3 separate regions of the Gossypium hirsutum genome follow, and regions 1 and 3 are each linked to region 2. The links are chromatin contacts, called in public Hi-C maps. All regions are on one chromosome and are shown on one strand. The core of a region is the stretch at or near the end of the contact, and the rest is flanking DNA. Distances in the headings are between cores, read along the strand shown. Region 1 holds the start of LOC107928647 (homeobox-leucine zipper protein ATHB-6). Region 2 holds the start of LOC107918118 (G-protein coupled receptor-associated protein LMBRD2B). Region 3 holds the start of LOC107945394 (ras-related protein RABH1e).

What was found. Hi-C and Micro-C count contacts between places; a contact is called where the count stands out from the background.
Region 1: a contact with region 2 is called in a Hi-C map of leaf, with 2.6 times the contacts expected there. The contact joins the promoter of LOC107928647 here to the promoter of LOC107918118 in region 2. A contact is called at or near these places in 4 of 34 Hi-C or Micro-C datasets (hypocotyl, leaf and petal).
Region 3: a Hi-C map of hypocotyl shows a contact between it and region 2, with 4 times the contacts expected there. The contact joins the promoter of LOC107945394 here to the promoter of LOC107918118 in region 2. A contact is called at or near these places in 9 of 34 Hi-C or Micro-C datasets (hypocotyl, leaf and petal).

Annotation. Positions count from the first base shown.
Region 1 is chrD12:22,736,163-22,740,183 of Gossypium_hirsutum_v2.1, forward strand. It overlaps LOC107928647 (homeobox-leucine zipper protein ATHB-6), which reads right to left and starts at 2,496. Exons shown (of 3, transcript XM_016859903.2): 1 at 1,918-2,496; 2 at 1,427-1,800; 3 at 388-1,339. The coding sequence starts at 2,218. The coding sequence ends at 809.
Region 2 is chrD12:22,226,343-22,230,021 of Gossypium_hirsutum_v2.1, forward strand. It overlaps LOC107918118 (G-protein coupled receptor-associated protein LMBRD2B), which reads left to right and starts at 2,314. Exons shown (of 9, transcript XR_005922032.1): 1 at 2,314-2,717; 2 at 2,847-2,935; 3 at 3,344-3,550.
Region 3 is chrD12:21,969,890-21,973,713 of Gossypium_hirsutum_v2.1, forward strand. LOC107945394 (ras-related protein RABH1e) reads right to left here and starts at 2,270. Exons shown (of 6, transcript XM_016879377.2): 1 at 1,907-2,270; 2 at 1,430-1,500; 3 at 824-912; 4 at 131-242. The coding sequence starts at 2,023.

The DNA.
Region 1 (4,021 bases), core at 1,246-3,745, 510 kb after region 2:
TTGAGTCCCCTAACTCCAGCTATCTACCTGGCACAGGTAAACTAGCCTTCTTGTCTCCACCATTTTCTCCCCCTTGTCGTCCCTTATTGAAATCTTGTATCAGAGTTATATTTTTTTTCTTATAATTTTCATCTATATCTAAAGCATGAACAAAACTTTTTCTTTAATTTAATATGTGAAACTCAATAGTTTAAGGTCGTAGAGGAATTCAAGAATTTGATGTCATAGAAATTGGGAACGGGGAAGAAACTCAACCGTTAAGGATGGTATAGAATTCCCAAGCTATCAAATCTGGTTAAACCTTTTCAACTCTCAAGAAAAACACAGAACCGAATCCATTTTTTTTTTAAAGAAAAAGCTCAAATCTTAAAATCATACGCTACTAGGAAAAACTAAAATTCTTTCATCATTTGTTACTATATTGCATAAAGAAAAGATAAAAGAAAATGATGATTGATGATTTTGTTTACTTTTCCCCCAATGGAGTGGGGGAGATTTTTTCCATTTACAGCAGAAGAGCGAAAAAAGATAAGTACTATCAATTACGACCTAATCATTCCCGCACGCCTGGCCTGGTGTCGCCATATGCTTTAAGCCCTCTTTCGGCGGCCATATCAACCCATCTCTGTGCCTCTTCTTCAGCTCCAAATCCCCATTTTTCTCTTTCTTTCACGGTATTAGTAGTTTAACTTGTTACGTAATTCGCATTTTACAACACTCTTGGAGCTTCATTTTAGATACCCAACTTTGCTTTTTTGGCTTATTTCTTAGCATTTTGTTACATACATGTTCATTTTGGCTTCTGCTTTTAGTTCCATTGCTCCGGGTAACACCATTGAAGACTTGGAGCTTGCTCATCAGAGAAGAAATTGCAAGCTTCATCTGCAGTAAAGAAATTGTGCTCTTCCATCTTCACAAGATAGGTTGTTTTTGAGAACTGGAAACAATTCATGGAGGATGGTGAAGACGAAGAAGATGAGTCGAAATTGAATGAAGAGGTTGTCGTTGGTGACATCAAAAGATGTTGGCTTTGTAGGACCCCAGATGACGAAACAACACCATTGTTGGTGTTGGTGTGGTCGTCTTCATTCAAGATAGCACTTGAGTCACTATCTGATGACCCATCTTTCAGTTCTGGGAAAAGGATGGCGTCAGCCACTCTATTGTTGCTGCTGTTGAAGCACTCGTAGTTCAGTTCTACTGGCTCGGATGAAGTGGTCAAAGAAGAAGCTGGAAGTGGTTCACTTTGTTCCATTGTTTTAGGCAGAATCGCCTCCTCTTTCACTGAAAGGTTGCTCCCTACGCTTTCTCCGTTCAGCTTCGCTTTCAGCTCTCTTATCTGGCAGCAATCATTAGGCTATTTTAAGAATAAAAAGCTAAAGAAAGTGAAGTGATTGGCACGTTAACCAAGCAGTTATAATATTACCTCTTTCAGAAGAGCTTCATTGCCATGTTGGAGGGTATCAAAGTTGAGCTTAAGAGTTTCATAACTGGTTTTAAGCAGGCCATAATCCCTTTCCAATTGCTTGGTCTTCCACCTGGCACGGCGGTTTTGGAACCAGACAGCAACTTGTCTAGGTTGCAAGCCAAGTTCTTGAGCTAGTCTCACTTTCCTCTCAGGTTCAAGCTTGTTTTCGACCTCGAAATTCTTCTCCAAGGCCTTAACTTGATCCACGCTTAAACGCCTCTTCTTCTCAGCAACATGGCCTGCTTCTTCCAAACAGCCTTCTTCCTCTAATCCATCTAACATCGACTGCAACTCTTTACTGTAAATATGGTTGTTTCTTGGACTTTCTTCATCTGTACCAAACAAAACAAATAGCCAATTGAGACACTAAAACAAGGTATTTTGCAACCAAAAAAATATATATTTAAATCTAGATGAGATTAATTGAAATTGGGGTTGTTTTGTTAGACCTGTGGTTGGGCAGATGGACATGAAAACAGCCATGGAATCTGAGCAGCCAAGCGATCTCTTCATGGTTTGATGAACTTGGTGAAATGAACACTCTTTTGAAAAGTAGAGATCTCTTTCTTCTTCTAGTCTTAAAAATCCTTTAAGTTTTGGTGTGTTGTGAGTGACTTTCTTCTGGTCAAATCTTTGTTTAAGTGGCTCAAGGTCGAGAGAAGTTATTACAAATTGTAAGTCCCTTGTCTGAAACAAGATCATCTTGTTTACAACTGTATAACAACCAATGCCCTCTCTTAACTGCCTCATCAGATTTCTTCTCTTCCTGTTTCATACTCTCAGTTCCCATTGAAAACAAGCAAATTCAAAGCAAGAAAACAAGACACAGCAACACAAGCTATGTATACATACATATATACATACAAGAACACCCCTGCCTCAAAAAGAAAAAAAAAGGAAAAGAAAAAACCCAACCCTACAAGAGAAGAACTTTGAAATATTTCCGTTTCTTTCACACCATTACTCGATCAAAACTCAATTAAATTACAGACTTTAACCAGAAGAACCCAGCTGAGAGCTGGCTTTAACCAGTTTCTCCAACTTTAAATAAGGAACTAAGATGGGTCACATTTGGGTTAGAATCTGACTGGGGTTAAGCAACGTTGGCAAATGCAAATGAACCCAAAATGCATTCCAAATGCAAGTTTTAGCTTTTACTTGTTATTGCCGGTTTTCGACCGTTTTATTTTGTTTTGTTGTTTTTCCCTTTTTGGTGGTAAAACAAGAAGGGTTAACTTGTTTTTAATAAAATGATATTATTGTTTTATATATATTTAAATAATTGAAATGGCTCGGCTTATAAGGGCTTGGCGCTGGTGTTTTTTTCCTCTTATCTTTTTTTAGGCTTAAGAAGATTTGGTTGGCGTCAGCGTATCATGGACTTCACTACTCCTGGTCGGTGCGATGAATCGCTGGTCATTTTAATATTTTTAAAAGAAAAAATATTCATAAACACCTTTTTAGTCTTTCTAAATTTTGATACCGGGTAGATAAATTCATCTTTCTTTAAGAAATTGAAATAATTTATTAATTATGGCTTTAATACTATATGGTCATAATAATAAATTTAATCATCAACGTTTTCTATATTTTATGTGAATATTGATAAATGTGAATGTTGTAAGCAATATTTTTGTAACTAAATTGGTGCTTAGCCCGATGAGATCATCAATTTTTAATTTAACCAATTGGTCCAGTTTAATTAAATAAATTATTGAGTAAATTGGTCTCTTTTTAAAAAATTGAGCCAATTTAATTCTTAATGGTTTTGAAAGTGAGCAACTAAGACAATTAATCATAACTTTAAACTTTTTCGTCAATGGTACATAATTTTAATTAGTATAATAGCAAATTTAACTTTTGATGTTTATAGATTCTCCATAAATGTTGACAAAACATGTAATACTGCAGACAATATTTTTATAACCGAACCAATGGTTAGACCAGTCAGACAATCGATTTCTAATTTGATAGATTAGTCTAATTTGATTAAATAAATTTAAAAAAAATAAAAACTTCGATTTAATTGATTTGTGAGTCAACCGCTTTAACCTTTCTCTAAAACCAATGTACCAATTAGTCCAGTCCCAACAACTAAATTTCTTAAATCAAAATTAAATTGATAAAATGTATAAATTTTGAGAGTTGAATTGATTATTATATTGTGTACAATTAATAAAAAACATATTACCAATAGTAATTTATTTTCAAAATAGATACAAATTAAATTACTTTAATTTTTTTAAAATAAAATGAATCTACTCAACATCAAAATAAAAAGATATCATATAAGTCTTTTTACCAAAAACACTGGGCCTAAAGATATTCTTTTGTTACGAAGAAATATATCATTATTGAAAAAACTTTATTGACATATTTATTTTTATTAATTTTAACAGTACAGAAAATTTTATTACTTTTATTTCATTGATTGATTGATTTGTATATTTTATATGGCCTCAAGTAGATAAAATATAAATGAACAAAAATAATTAACAATATTGTTACTCTTTATATTTTAATATAATTTGATATTTAATTTTTATATTTAAA
Region 2 (3,679 bases), core at 1,064-3,563:
AAAATAATTTTTTATATATAAAACAAGTTATACTATTATAAGGATATTTTTTTATCTTTTAAAATTAATAAAAAAAACTTATGAAATTTGAATCAACAACCCAATAAAATTTAAATATTTTAGTTTATCATTTCAATTAAACCTTCTTTATATTTATATAAATTTTAATAAATATATTTATTACATATTTTTTTTTCTCACATCGTCGGTGTTTGTTGGCTTTGAAATTTATTCTTCTTCCTAACAAAAACAAATCCTTAAAAGGTGAACTCCTTTTCCATGTTAAATAAACTCAAAATTTCAATTACAAAGAGGCTATTATTTGGAGATTAGACATTTCAATTTTATTATTCTTTTAAAAATTTAAATCAACCATTAAATCAAATATTGAGAGAATAACATAAAAGCAGTTTTTTACTTAAATATAAAATTATTTTATTATTTATCTAAATAATTATATTCAAAAGTTATTTATTATAATACATTTTTTTAAAAAAATACCTCTACATCCATGAATGTCAAATTCAGGAGATTATCAAATTATCATAAGAGTCCGAGCTTGCATGCAATGAGGAAAGTACTATAATGTGCATCCAATAGTATCTCAACTCTCTTAGATGTCGAGTTTAGGGTTGCGAAATTTAACTAGAGAATTTATTTACCCGTTGTCTCAACGAACCTATTTAATAAGTGAAAGTTGACAATCATGAGAGTCGACTTTCACTCTATAAATACTCAATTATTTCCTCTCTTTTCTTTTTTTCAACCAAAATCCTCTCAAACCCTTAAATTTTTTTTCTTTTTTTAGGAAAGAAATGGTTGATTTAAGGTTTAAAATAAAACATATAGCAAAAGATGCCGCCAATATGGTAAAATTGGCAAGTAAATTATTTTTTTTTGTAGAAATGTTTTCAAGATTTTGTGAAATTAAATATTAACAATTTTTTTTTGTAAAATTCTAAACAGTGACACGACCAAGTTGTTCATGCTCAACATAGTATAAAATTACTGAAGTCACTTGTCGTCTTGTTAGAAAAACGGATGGCGAAAACACATTCATTACAGTTTCACGTGGGGAAGTGACTATAATACTAGAGGATGTCGCTTAATCGAAGCTAGTAGCATCAACGTGGAGCACAAGTACCATCATTTGTTGGGTGTCATCCCGTTTAAGGATAAGGACAAGAAGAATTAGATGACAATTGTGTGAAATGCACATGATTTGAGAGGTTTATCAAACTATCCCCTTCACAATTTGCAACTGTGGAGGAGATGAATCAATCTATAAAAGCTTAGATGTTTTGGATGTTAAGAGGAATTTTGTTGCCAAACAAGGCTAGCAATAAGGTCCATGTATCTTCCTCACTAGAGTTTTCTTGGATGATCAATCGATTCAATTGGGTTTAGCGAATTTGATGTATTTGTATCGGGTGCTCCATAAGACAACTTGAGAATTGATTGATGAGATAAATGGTTGTTGGCTGCTTCAGCAAACATGGGCATGGATAAAGATAACATGGTTAGGGCCCATCTCTACCTAATCATGAGAGTTCCCTCTAAATAGAAGGTAAAAGTATAATTATGTACAATATCTTAAGGTGTATTCAATTATCAATATTCATAATCACCTATTGCATTAAATATTTAAACAAACTTAGGGGTTGTTTGGGTCATACACATTATTGAAAGGACTTTATTTGGATGTGATGAGAAATCAATCAACAAGTCGATGAAGAGGTATGTTGATGTATATTAATATTCATTGCAATTCATTATTACTGTTAATAAATATAATTGTTTATATATTGTATAAGGATCTCGACATTCATAGGTGTTGAGGTATTGCGATCATTTCAAAATAATTACATTGATTTTAATAGGATGTGAAAAACTTGATCGAGTAGAAAAATCTCAACAAACTCCATACCTATAAATATCGAGATAGTATTCTGAAAACCTAACTACATATATTATAAAAAATAATATAAAAAACCACGTAAAAGGATAATTTTTTTTGAACAATTATATTACAAGTTCTGATCATATATGCTAGCCCCTCCTCAACCCATAAATAAGAGAATAATGCGTTTCAACCTATTAAAACCCACGTCCTCCTGCATTAAGAATAATACCCATGCCAATTGAGCTAAAACTTACCGGCAAAAGTATAAGTTTTTTAAAAATAAAATAATAACATCAATTGGCAACAGTTTAAAAATATGAAACATCTTTGATTCTATCCCTTATCGGATTTTTAAATCTCTATCGGATCATGTCTTGTTCTCATTTTTCCTTTTCATTTATAAAGCCCAAAATTTTCCCCAATCACGAAAATCAGCCCATCTAAAGGTTAATTAAATCTCCCAAGCCTAAAGCAACGTTAGTCCCAAAACGCCTTGCCCCACACCGCACGTAATCCCGCACGAAGCGTTGAGCACAATACAAAGCAACCACCGCGATCGACCGTGATCGATAGAAAGAAGCAACCACCATGACTGGTTATGATTTCAATAGAAGAAAATCCGTGGAAGAGGAAAAGGCAAGGGGATATGTGGGTATTTTACTTGATCTCGCTGCCTTTAACCTTAGGGATGGTTATTTTCACCTTGAGGTACTTCGTTGGCCCGGATGTCCCTCGTTACGTCCTCTTCACCGTCGAATACGCTTGGTTCTGTTCTCTTTCCATTATCATCCTCGTCCCCGCGGATATCTGAACGGTAATTCTTTGTTCTTTTTAATTCCGTTCGGAAATGTACTTTATTTGTTGGATCTATCTTTCTTTCTTTTTTAATATTGTAATAAGTTAGGCTAGACAAATTAAAAATAATAATGTTAAATTAGTGCAGACGATATCGAACCCAGATAATGATATTGAAAATGGAGGAATCTCGTTTTTTTAGAGTTGGTCTTATTGGGGTACTTTTCTCCTTACATGGTACGTTTCATTCTTCATTTAATTTCGCACTAGTTTATTTGGTTTCTCTATTGATGGATGCCTTTTTTGTTGAACTAAAATTCACGGGGATATGCCATTTAGAGTATTCTAGATCAATTTTCTTTAGTGGCACAATTGATTGTAGTTCCTGTAAATGAACTTTCTTAATTCTTTCGGGATGGATATAGGTTTTCAAGTTTTTAGATTCTACTTTATAAGCTAAGGTTAAAATAATTCAAAGGTGGTGCACTGTATTCATATTGTTGTGATTTATTACAACTTTTTCATGTGGGCTTGAAATGACAATTACTGGTGGTTGTACTTATCCATTTGTTGTATTTTCATTTATGTTAAGTTGTGGGATTATTTTGTTGCGAATAGAGATGACTCTTCTATATGGTTTTGCAGATTGTGGTGCATTTCCTCATATAATTAAATTATGTTATCTTTAAGCAAGGTTGTGGTGCCCCTTATTCAGGGTTTTGAAGATGCTGGAGACTTCTCTGTGACTGAAAGATTGAAGACTAGTGTGCGTGTCAATTTAGTCTTCTATTCAGTCGTGTGTTCTATTGGCCTTGTAGGACTTATTCTCCTCATCTTGATGAATAGGAACTGGTTCGCTTGTCTTTCTTTACTTATTGTTACTTTTCTTCGTTTTATTATAGTCCTTCTGATATGTTCTTGGATGCTTCTTAAGGTTTGAATTACATTTGAAATTGTATCATGTTTTTATATCTTCTCTTA
Region 3 (3,824 bases), core at 1,020-3,519, 260 kb before region 2:
GCGTATAAATCGACCGTTTAAGACTGTTTAAGAAACTCCCTGTGGTTTAAGTCTAGACCTGAATGACATATTATATTAACAATGTTTAAGAAACTCCCTGCGGTTTAAGTCTTGATATTGAATCACGGACCTTTTATCAACTAGATCAGTTTTGTTCCCAACAAGAACAATAATGACATCACTGCCTCGTTCTGTGCGTACCTCCTCCATCCATTTGGAGGTGTTCAAAAATGATTGCCTATCTGCAAGGATATAATTGGGGCTAACATATATGCCAATAAGATCAGTATGGTTATCAAAGGGAGTCAACTTATGCAATTCAAATTAGGGTATTGGAAGAGAAAGGATTGTATGAAACGGGGATAATATCCCTTTCTAATAATTTTATGCCACATCGGTAATTTTATCCTGAATTTAAGGATTTTAATTTGGATTTAATTTTTTTCAGGATGAAAATGCTGAAATTCAAGATGAAAATGTTAATATGGCATAAAACTATTGAAAAAGAGATACAGATGACGTGACAGCCTTGTTTCATAGAATCCTTTCCCGGTATTGGAAATGGACGTGTCGTATACAGTTACTTTCAAATATATCTATCTTTAGATCCATAGACATATCTATCTGTTCATGTTAGACATCCATTTTGAATATATATATATACATATATATACCTACCATATTTAGAGTATATACCAAACAAAAATATTTTAGAAAAATAAAAAGTTGGGACAACATCACAGCCAGTAAAAGATTTCCATTATAGTCTCTCATCTAATGAAAAGGAAGAAAACAAAAGCCACTCGGGTAAGCTCATACTCACTAGCTACATCATAGACAATTACTGCAACAGAAGAATCTCTGATATAACTCGGAATAAGACTCCTAAACCTCTCCTGCCCAGCAGTATCCCTGTGAAATTATAAGATAAAAACTCAAACGGAGACGAGACAAATGAAAATTTGAAGAGAATATAACTCGTGAAAACCAAGAAATTTAGATTAATTTGCATGTTATGCTTTTCTCAATTGCCAAACCACACTTTGGCATGGATGGCTTTTGATAGTTTACTATAAGAGGATGGAAGTGCGTAGCAGAAATGATTTACTTTCGGTTTCTAAAAGTTGTCAACCGCATGAAGAGGAAATGCTAGGGATTCATCAAGCAAATACGGCTTCTTGTTTTCTCATTGGAATGACAATTACCCACAAATTTAAAGCTCCTTCAGCGACAACAAATTAAAACTGCCTTACAACAAAAGTAAGCTTTTGTAGTCTAAAATTTAAACAATCAACACCTTAAGTTCACAAAATATATGCTTGATTGCATGTGTATTGAACATACAATCTAGCAATGGAACTAGAACTAATAAAGAAACTGTTGAACATAGTTATCCAAGATCCAATGAAAAAGGAAGAAACTGTATTACCAAAGCTGCAAACGAACCGTTCGATCTTCAAGATACATTGTTTTTGATAAAAAATCAATTCCAATGGTGGCCTGCATTTATATAGCAATCATTCAAGAAAAATATACATATAAACATTCCCTCAATTCCAGTATTCACTCGATGTGATAGAAGTAAAGTTCAAATTCAATTACTAGAAATAATCATCGTACCCAAAAAAAACAAAATCCAAACTGATTATTTAAATAAACAAAAAAAGGATCTGCGTTAGGCTATCATGGAGAATCGAACAGTATAGCAAAGATCATTCTGCTCGAGATCAACAAAACAAGCAAAGACGATGTCAAGTAGGAGATTAAGATTCCAAACAGAGAGATGAATAAGTCGAAAAACGGAAATCAAATTCAAATAATATATAAGAAGCAGAGGAGTTGAAGAAATGGTGAAATGTTCATCGAATCTAAAAAAACATAGGTGGAAATGGTGGAAAAAGTTTACCTGGTAAGTGGTGTCGAATTTGTCGTACATGAAGCGGGTGATAATGCTGGTTTTGCCGACGGATTGATCGCCTAAGAATACCAGCTTGTATTTCGCCAAAGGAGAGACTGTCGCCATTTTTTTTTCAAATTTCTTCACTCTACTTTTTTTTAGAAAAAATTGTAAACAGAGAGTTGCAGATCTGATTCTGCAATGAAGAAAATTTGAAATTATGTTTATTATCGTTATTATTATTTGGATGGAAATGGAAATATTCAAAGAGACGGAAGAAAATGAAAGGAAAGGTTGAGTTTAATCCCTTCCATAAATAGAGGGCACGAGAAACCGCCAACTATGACGATGACGCCTTTGTGAAAATCTTTGGACCGCTTCTCACTTTCCAATTTCACCCTTTTTTTATTATTAAAATATGATCCAAGTGTATGAAGTTTTATACATTTATAATTTACTCTCATTATTTTTATTTCAATAAAAATATTTCTTTATATTTTGAATTTATTCATCAAGAGCAAGTGAATGTTTTTTATTTTAAAATGTCACATCAATAAATTTAATAAAAAATTTAGTCATAATTAATAATTACACCTTAGTTTTAAAATATGAAAAATTTTAAAAATAAAAATATAAAAAAAATTAAATTTTAAATGTACAAAAATACAAAAATTTGAAACATATTTTAACATTATTCTTTCAATAACATCACCAAAAACTTTAATTAGAGGAGGTAGAACTACAATTAATTCAAATAATTTATTTTTTAAAAAATCAATATTCAACATAATTATATTTTGTAATTATTTTTATTAATTTATCAAACCATTTTTAATATAAATTCAATATTTGTAAAATTCAATGCTAAAATTTTAACACTTTGATTTTTTAATACTTCATTTTATAATTTATCAAATAACATCTTACTCTTTTATTAATCTAGTCACCCTCCTCTTTTCATTTATGATAAAACTTGTAAAATTATTTTATTTTTCATTATTCTCTACAGTTTCTATGTTTGTTTGTTTTGGTTGTCGAAATAAAAGCAACAAAAGTTTGTAAAAACCGTCACAAAACAATGACACATAAAAACTAGATTTCAAAAACCATATCTATCCAGTGGCGGAGTCACAAAATTATTTTTGGTATCAGAATTAAATTATATATTTTTACTATAATAAAAATGTAATTTTATTATTTTAATAGTCTATATCTTTATAAATTTTAAAGGATTAAATTAAATTTTTATCATTCTTGGGAGGCCAAAGTGTAATTTTACTATTACTAATTTAAAAGTTTATAAATTATAAATGGCTTTGGAAAATTTTCCAGTTTAGGGGGCCTAGGGCCCTGCCAGCCCCCAACGTGTGGAAACTACGTATTTAGAACACATGTGTGCGTTTATAAATAACATAAAATAAATAATGAAATAAAAAAATTGAAACCAATAATAACACATATGCAATATGTAGGAAATTAAAATAAAAATATAGTTTAAATCATGAGTAAAAAGAAATTTAAATAGGTAAATACATCATATTAAGAATATTGAATACACTCCAATTGTTTATAAGAATATTGAATACACTCCAATTGTTTATCATGGCATTGTCATATTTCTTGAGTTGGTCTTGATATCAAGTTGACTTACATCAACTCAATAAACGACATTATTAATAAGATTATAGTATATCTATAATGTGGGTAAAAATAATTATATGATAAATTTATTAGGAATTGATATAAAAACTAAATGTTACTTTAGTTGAAATGTCAAAGTGTGAGATTATATTTGGAGTCTTGATTCAAACCCCTTTGTAAGCATGATTTTTTTTTTAAATTTATATAAAAAGACAGAAACTCTTAAATTAATATTTATTGTGTTGTTAAAATAATGATCTTTTGGTAATTTAATATATGAGTTTGG